Regions from separate parts of the Zea mays genome. Here all the other regions are linked to region 2. Evidence: chromatin contacts called from public Hi-C data. All regions are on one chromosome and are shown on one strand. Each heading gives the region's core, a stretch centred on a gene start, on an enhancer-like site or on the middle of the called end of the contact. The rest is flanking DNA. Distances are from core to core; before and after follow the strand shown. Region 1 holds the start of LOC100193052. Region 2 holds the start of LOC100282267 (actin 1). Region 3 has its middle 140 kb from the start of LOC100193052.

Region 1 (2,719 bases), core at 203-2,702, 770 kb after region 2:
ACGTATGGTTACATCTGTAACAAATTTACTGTGAATGGCGCCTCAAATTGCATAGAACTGTGTCCATTAAAAACTCCTCAATGCATCACAATTCACAAGGTGGGTTCAGTGTTTAGGTCACTGTCTCAGTGACACAATGCGTGGGAGTGGCATATAACAGGTAAGGGGAACATTCATGGTACATAAGAAAATCCCCCCAACCCCCCAAAAAAAATACCTACAACGTTTCCTATTCCTACAAGGTTACCCAACGATATACAATCTGTAATAACAATTTCATTTTTCCCATGTAGCACCTGTCAAAAGGTGATCAAAGGCCAAAAACATCTATGCATACGGCAAAGTACTAAGGGCTGGTTTGGAGACAAAGGATTTAGAGGGATCCACGGGGGAGGAAATCTCTTGCTATTCAACAAGGTATTTCCTCTCCCATGGATCCCCTCCAAATCTCATCACCAAACCAGCCCTAAACGTTATTTGGAGGGATCCATGGGGGAGGAAATTTTTGGGAAATGATAAATAAAAAGAAGAGGAGGAAGGTAGGCAGTACGGAGGCATCTGAAGGCAAAAATTTCACAGGGATCAATTCAATTTCCACGGGATTAGGGGGATCTATCTAGTTCCAAATGGAACTTGTCTATTTTGTTTGGTCTGACATAGAACTCCTATTGAGTTTATACTTCAAACTCTGAAGATCGGTGCGACAGAGCATGCACAGCATTTAGTGGTGCTGGTGTTGATATCTAGAGAATCAATCCAACCCCCAAGAAGCTAACTAGATCTATATCCTAAAATCATTTTCAGTTCAGACTTCAAAGAAATCCCCTCCTAACCCAAAGCACCCGACATCGGCGATAAGAATAGGGATGAAAGCATATACTTATTTGGATATCAATTTTTTGGTCTTTTATCTTTGATTGCAAATAAATAGAATATAGAATCTGATATGCAAATCCGTATGCTTGTTTTTAGCATTGAGCTTATAAAATGTGATCCAAGTCCCCATTTAGCAAATTCGTAGCATAAAATTTAAACCAAGTCCCATTTCGCCAATTCATGAGCCCAAAACCTTGGCAATTTAATGTGATCCAATCGTCCAATCGAAGTTTAAATACAACGGAGTAAGCATATGCAAAAGCAATACAATACGAATCACCTCACCGTGATGCGCGTAGACCCACGCCGCCCTCCAGGAGTAGATATGATCCCCCGCCTTGAGGCTCTCCCTCCCAATCCTGTCCCAACACAAAGAAAAAATCACACAAAAGAAGGAAAAAAAATAACCGCCCCTGCAGAGATGTGAGACTAGCCAATACGGATGATTCTAGGAACAAATACCAGAGAAAGATTGGATCTGAGAGTTGACCTGTTTGAGAGGAGACCCATGGAGACGGGAGCCTGGAAGGGGGCGTGGTCGATGAGGCGATTTTGGGCCGGCGAGCAGAAGCACCGTAGAGGGACAGAGGAGAGGACAGGAACGGAAGCGAAGAGGGGGTGGCTTGCGCGTTTGAGTTAAGGACAAAATGGGGAAAGCCGGTGGCCGTAGGATGCACGAGACGCTGGTTTCACGCGGGCGTCACGCCCGTAACTGTAGCTGCCTTGCCTGTCAATGGATGGTTTTGGTTCGCTTGGGAATTGACAACGCACAAAAACAGGTGAGAGAAGGAAAGTCAAACTTCTAAATGGAGTTAGAATGATTAGACCCTGTTTGTTTACTGGTTATAGGAAGGGGATATACTTCCTCGGATTGACTTCGCTTTGCTGCCTAAATTGCCACACTTTATCTAACTTTTTGTTTAAGATTGATTTTTCAATTTAAAAAATTAATCTTAAGTAAAATGTGACACAGTTAGCCACGAATCAAATAGTAATTGACGTAGAAAGTGCAGCAAATATATGCAAGAATCCGATGCAATACGGCGAGGAAGACGTTGGACAAAAGGTTCAAATTACCACCGCACAGTAGCGAGAGACAACGGCGTCTACGTCAGCCCTTCTATATTTGACGTTCTTATTGACCATGATTGTCTCTTGAACATATATTGAATATAACGCCAATCCTATGGTCAAAAGTGATCTTAGTTTCATAAGAAGCATACACATGATTTAAAAAAACTAAAAAATCCGTTCCTTCCTCCAGGTCATTTCCGGAAAGATTACGATTCTTTGGCATCAACGTTGGGCCTTTTTTCCTGCCAGCGCATATATGCTTCATTCATGCACTGGAATTCACTGTCCCGGCATGCTGCAATTTGTAGTACCATCAGATGCCTAGGATGAACCTGATGGGAAAAAAAAACACATTCAAGTTCTGGTAGCGAGCATCACCCTTTGCTTGGACTAGTCAATCAAGATTTATCCCCTGGTTACATGGCCCTCTGTCACTCTCAAGCACCGCCTACCTTCTACTGCCGCCAAAAGCATCTCAGGGAAAAAAAAAAGATCGACTGTTTATCAAAAATAGGCTGACGAGATCCTGATTGCAGAAATTCAAGAGCAGCAGCAAACAATGTTCTTAATCTATCCTGTACAATGTTAGGCGTGAAACTGTCAATCAGATAATCTTAAACGGCCTGAAAACGTAGACGTGCAATGTTCTTCCCAATTCAATTGAAGATGTCCAGGAATGTGGAGTTTCCTGCAATTTGAACATTGAGGGCGCGAACATTATTTCCTCTAAATTTCCTTTAGGAAAGGAACCGATTCCTTCCAGTAGCTC
Region 2 (2,789 bases), core at 217-2,716:
GCTTATTTCCCTTTCAGGTTAACTGTTAGTCACAGTTTATGAGATTTAGGTGGTCTCTAGACACCCATGAAAGGATATGGAGTTTGACTTATATGCTCCAACAAGAGGGGATGTGTTCGGCAATCTAGTAGTGGTAAAGAGTTTAGATGAAACACATTCCACACAAAACTACCAATTCAAGGTTTAGTCCATTGTGCAGTTGTGGTTAAGTGTATTATATGCTCTAGGTGGATGTTCAACTTCACAGTCTCCATCGAAACACCAGTATATCAACGTTTGAGATGATGAGAGCATTTTCGTGTGACTTAGCATTTGGTGGGGATTATTGGATAAATGTGGGCATGGCCCATTAATATTCAATAATAATCAATGCTAATGACCCACTTAAAATGATATGATGTACTAATAAATTAGCACCATATTGAAAGTTTAATTGACAAATCGATCAACTTTAAAAAGTGGACAGTTGGTGCATCTATTGAGAAGCTGAGAAAAGGATGAAGGACTGCCACACACGCGCGCCGCCACCACCGGCCGGGTTGGGCCGTGGCTCGTGGCTTACTATCGTCAGTTTTCAAATCTAATGGCTCGATTGTTTCTGTTCGTTGTCCTTCTCCCCCTTCTGACGATCTATAAGAATTGAGAGGGAGGACTCTCTTCCGTTATACGCGATATCATCTCTCGTGAATTGCAAACAATATATCCACGTACTATTTTCTGTGAGCACATAGAGAGTGGGAGAGCAGGCCTCCGAAATCGCAGTTCGCAGAGATGTACTTGCACGAGTGTGCGGGCGATTTCAGATTTTTGGGAAGCGTATTCGCAACTTCTCTCGTGATCTGTTCCTGTTCTTCGTCGTCTTCCCCGGTTCTGACGACCGTCCGAGTGACTGCACGACGCACATCTTCCTGCATCGACTTTGTACGGCTACATCGAACATACACACGAGGTGTCTCATGTGAATGGAGCCACTGATGACTTGAGCATCGGTCCCTCCGTAGGGTACATTCTGTTTTTCGTATTTTTATATGTTTTATTGATGTTTACTGCTTATATAAATAATTATACACACATGCACATAAATGTCATCACCTATATTATACTGTTTTTAGAATAAATTAAAACTTAAAAGGGTTTTTTAAAGTGGTGCCATCGGTTTTGCGGATGTCCTTATTTTTATCTTTAGTTGTATTTTTTTCTCAGTTTACCCTTATGTTCTAATTTCTATAGCACTGAAAAGATAAAACTAAAAACACAACTAATAATAAAAATAACAATACCAATAAAACTGAGAGCACTACCTAAAAAAAAACTCAACTTAAAACACCTAAATTTCTAACACTACTTTGGGCACCGAAAGTTTCCTACGACGGCGACGGCTGCACTAGACCGTTGGAGAGGCTTTCGGTCCCTTTGTCCCATTGTCCGCCGGTATCATCAGGCCGGCCCAGAGACACAGAGACGAGTCCTGCACGTCTCAAGCTGCGGGTACGCTCCGACGTGTCGATCGAGAACGACACGTGCCGCGGCTGGGGAGCAAAAGGTACGGGACCAGTCCCCACGGCCGTCACGCTCGCAGCACCGGCCGTTTTCTACGGGCGGTGCAGTGGACGGGAGTAGTACCCTTTCTTTCTCTTCGAAGAAAATGCGGCGGCGTGTGGTATAAACCCCGCCCGTCACGCCGGGCCGTCCGTGCGTTTCCTTTTGTCTTCGCTTGCTTCCTTTCGAAAGTCCTTGCGTCACACTCGCCGATCGATCGAGTCTCTCCGGATTCCAGAGAGGCCCAACTGCCGAAGCCATCGATCGCCGCCACCTCTTCGAGCAGGTGATTATTCTCCCTCTTGCTCTTCGATCTCATCTTCTCTGTCTCCGCGGAATCGTACTAATCTCCCGACAGATCGCCTCACCAAGTCACCAGTCACCAGGCCTTTGACTGGTGTTGTCCGGTAACTTTTTTTTTTTGTGGTTTCTACGTCTGGCGCGCTGCTGATTTTTCCGCGGTTCTGTTTGGTTTGTGGTGATTTGCTGCAAGGGTAAAGGAATTCGAACTTTGCTGGGATGGTAGGATTATGCTAAGGCATGCTGGCTAGCTATGTTTGGATTGTGCTATGGCGCAGTGCCGACAGTACCCGACTTTGCTGCCAGTGGTGTCTCCTATTATATGATTTTTTTTTTCAAATAACAAGCTACGAATTTACTCGCTGCCCAAAAACCAAAAACAAATCGTAGAAACCGCTGTCCGCTGAGCTTGTTGGTTCCCCGTTGACCTCTAGTTGCCAGGGTAGTAAGTAGGAGGCGTAATTTTTTTGATTAGAAATGTCCGTCAAGCAGAGTTCCACCAAGCATATGTTGATAGAGCAGGATAGTGCTGGTTTTATTGCTTCGGGCCACAGCAGCAGCAAGGCCAGATGGGAAAAAATATCCCAAAAGGAATTATTTTCCTATGAAGTTGTGTGTGACCAATGGTGATATCCGCTTTATTTTGTAGAAAACTGAGATCATCGGGGAGCAGAATTTCTCTGACTCCGCATCTACATCTATACGCTCGAATACTTAGATCTTTGGTATTTTAAGGCTGCTGTACTGCTGTAGAAACATAAAGCTTTTCCCTATGCATAGAAGTCACAATTAAACGACAGACAATTATCAAAACATAAAGCTTTTCCCTTAAACCATGAGCAGAAAGTGTATTTTGATTCCCCGACCAGGCTGCATAACTGCATTTTTCTATGAATGTGTACTGAACGCTGAACTTTGGTCTGTTACAGAATAGTTGAGAATGGCTGACG
Region 3 (2,770 bases), core at 99-2,598, 630 kb after region 2:
CAGCATGATCGACCCGAGAACCTCCCTATACCGACAACTCCCCTACTGCCCTTTCCCCTTTCGGGTAAGGTAGTCCTCCACTAGCTTTCCTAATTAGTAAGTCAAGGGTGTTCCATTCCACTCTTGTGGTAGCACATGTTTCTCAAGTTAAGCTCCATGTTCTATTTAACACAATGATCTTGTCATGAACAATAATTAAACAATAGTATAACTGGAACATGGTCATAATGTAATATTAATCCCAAAACCAGGTAGAGCAACAGCAAAACTACCCAAAAGTTCAGTGGTAAACAAGGTGAAGGATAAACATGTCTAGGGAAACCTATTAGGTCCCATCAGTTTAACCTGAGCATTATGTCACAGTGATTAATAGGAACATTATTGGGTAAAGAAAAAGTGATCAAAGCCACAACTTGTCTTAGACTCAAGATTCCCAGGTACTTCACCAACTTGGTCTTTAAGTGACTCGTGACCTCGCTGCTAGTAGTAGCAATACAAACAAACATGGTATAGGCAAAATTAACATCGCACCAAACATAAGAACAAACTGCATAACAATGTTCTACGTATCGTAACTAGATCCTAGGTTCGAGAACCACTAAATTTGGAGTTTAGGTGGAACGGATATGGTTTTTGGAATATCTACATGATGGAATATTAATATATTATAAATTGGTTAATTTACATCATATGAGTAAATATACTCTAAATAATCAATTCCACCTTAATCTAGATTATATCTTGGTTAGAAATCTTATTTTAGTCAGATTATCATCATGGACTAATTTTACCTTGGTTAGAAGGATTAATCTACTAAACATAGGCTAATCCATTATCCATTTATAAAAATATTTTTGATGGTACAATAATGATGTCACTGCGTAGGACATTTTATTATGAAGCTAACACAACCTGAACGGTTTAAATCTGAGTTAAAACGGTCAAGTTATGATTTATCTAAGATTTCTAGGTTTATTTTTACAACAAAATCAATTTCTATATTCAATTCACCATTTATTTTATCCTTGTTGGACAGCGGACACTAATTCTTGAGAGTTCAGGGGCTAACTCGTGAAAAATAGGACCTAGGTGCAGTGATTTTTATGCATACGGGGATGGCGGGTTTAGTTTTCAGAAACTCGGGGTCTCTTATGCGAAAGCACCACGACGAAGAGGTATGGGCTGATCTGTGCCGTTGGATTAGAAGCCCACGCCACCGATATGTCGGATTTCATAACGAATCGGTATGTCACCCCCACCTTTGGATCCCGTATCAATAGCCCACAATAGACCACCCTTTGATGCAAGCCTATTCATCCGATCGAGCGCCTATGGTTCGGATTTAAAATAGTTGTGCCCAACCCACAACGCTCCGATCCCGGATCAACGGTATGGATCAAGGGCCCAACCGGTATCTGCCTGCTCTAATCGTCACCGTTTCTTAGTCGATCAATGGATAGACGGCCCTCTTCCTTCTCTGGCCAACGAAGCGGCGGTGCCCACCCAATGTGGTGGCACCATGGCCGGTATTCGACCAGTAGATTATCCACTAATTCAACTTCGAAACAAAAGATGCTACACCATGCAGAGGTGAAAGCGAAACTATGGGGAGGTTCTTACCGACGATTGTGCGGAGTAGTGCCTGAACCACAGAGACGTGCAGTCCATGGTGGGCCCAGCGCTCCGGTGAGCGATTCCCTGGACCCAAGTGGCCCACGCATCCGAGGAATCGATCGGACGAGATCTTCACACGCCAGCGGACCTCCGAGACCCATCCCCAAGCATCGATCGGCTGCGAATTCGTAGATCGAGTGTGGCGGCTTCCCCCCCCCCCCCCCCCCCCCCCCCCCCCCCCCCCCCCCATTTATCTCTTGCTTCTCGTTCTCCATGACTCTCTCTGTGCGGCAAGCAAGAGATGCGCAGATGCGGCGTGCTTTTTCTCTTATACCCCAGGTCAGGTAGATCCCCCTCGGGCGGCAAGATCAAACAGGGAGCTCGGGCCCAGCAGATCCGGCCGAGATTGGCGCGGCGCAAAGCGTGAAGCTCGCGGATGGTTGAGGAAGAAGCTTATCGTGGTGATCCAGGCATCAGCCACCCAAGCGAGAGAGGCGGGAGTGGAACCAGATGACGTGCGGGCCCCACATGTCGGCACCACATCCATGGTTTTGGGCCACAGAGATGGGATCAGCCAAAGCGGTCGCGCAGGGGCGGGGGAAGGTGGGTGGGCCGAAGGCTAGGATTCGGCCTAGGTAAAGGCTTTTCCTATTTTTTTATTTATGTTTTCTATTTTCAACTCCTAGTTTTCAAACCAAGGTTCAACTTCAACCAAAGTTTAAATACCAACTTCTAAATGCACAAGTAAAAAATTCAGCAAGAGATGCAAGGCAAAATTTTATTTATTTACTATCCCATTTTCTATTTAACAAAGAATGCTTTGCAATATAAATTAGTATTCGCAAAAGATGTTATTTTAAGAAAACATTTTTCTGATATATCACCATTAAGTATCTTAGTGAATATTCTCAAGTATTAATTTATACATTCAAAGTTTTAAATTTAACATTTGAATTGTCATACTTTGAATATTACTATTTATTTTAGGAAAATATTCCTTCTAAAGAAAGAGATCTATTATTGGAAGTAATTTTATTCTCAAATCTTTGGAGGACTCTTTAATTCACCAAAACAAGATTTTGGTTGTCACACTTAGGTGGCGTGCTGGTCTGGTTAACCTCCCCGCCCGTTACTGGCGTTTCTCCCATGGCGTATC

The links. A called contact is a pair of places that touch in the nucleus more often than the background predicts.
Region 1: a contact with region 2 is called in a Hi-C map of endosperm, with 5 times the contacts expected there. The contact joins the promoter of LOC100193052 here to the promoter of LOC100282267 in region 2. A contact is called at or near these places in 2 of 25 Hi-C or Micro-C datasets (endosperm and leaf).
Region 3: a contact with region 2 is called in a Hi-C map of bundle sheath, with 7 times the contacts expected there. The contact joins the enhancer-like site here to the promoter of LOC100282267 in region 2. A contact is called at or near these places in 2 of 25 Hi-C or Micro-C datasets (bundle sheath and endosperm).

The regions. Positions count from the first base shown.
Region 1 is chr8:101,560,424-101,563,142 of Zm-B73-REFERENCE-NAM-5.0, reverse strand. LOC100193052 reads right to left here and starts at 1,452. Exons shown (of 3, transcript NM_001138220.1): 1 at 1,367-1,452; 2 at 1,162-1,235. The coding sequence starts at 1,386. It overlaps LOC109461487, which reads right to left. Exons shown (of 3, transcript NM_001347996.1): 3 at 2,328-2,719. The coding sequence ends at 2,677.
Region 2 is chr8:102,335,334-102,338,122 of Zm-B73-REFERENCE-NAM-5.0, reverse strand. It overlaps LOC100282267 (actin 1), which reads left to right and starts at 1,466. Exons shown (of 5, transcript NM_001155179.2): 1 at 1,466-1,825; 2 at 2,769-2,789. The coding sequence starts at 2,780.
Region 3 is chr8:101,701,154-101,703,923 of Zm-B73-REFERENCE-NAM-5.0, reverse strand. No RefSeq gene overlaps it. Among protein-coding and RNA genes, the nearest start is that of LOC100193052, 140 kb to the right of the region's middle. Within about 2 kb of position 1,348, at least 17 of the 20 cell types and tissues checked have an H3K27ac peak or open chromatin away from gene starts, as enhancers often do. A contact at or near this core is called in bundle sheath, where this site is marked.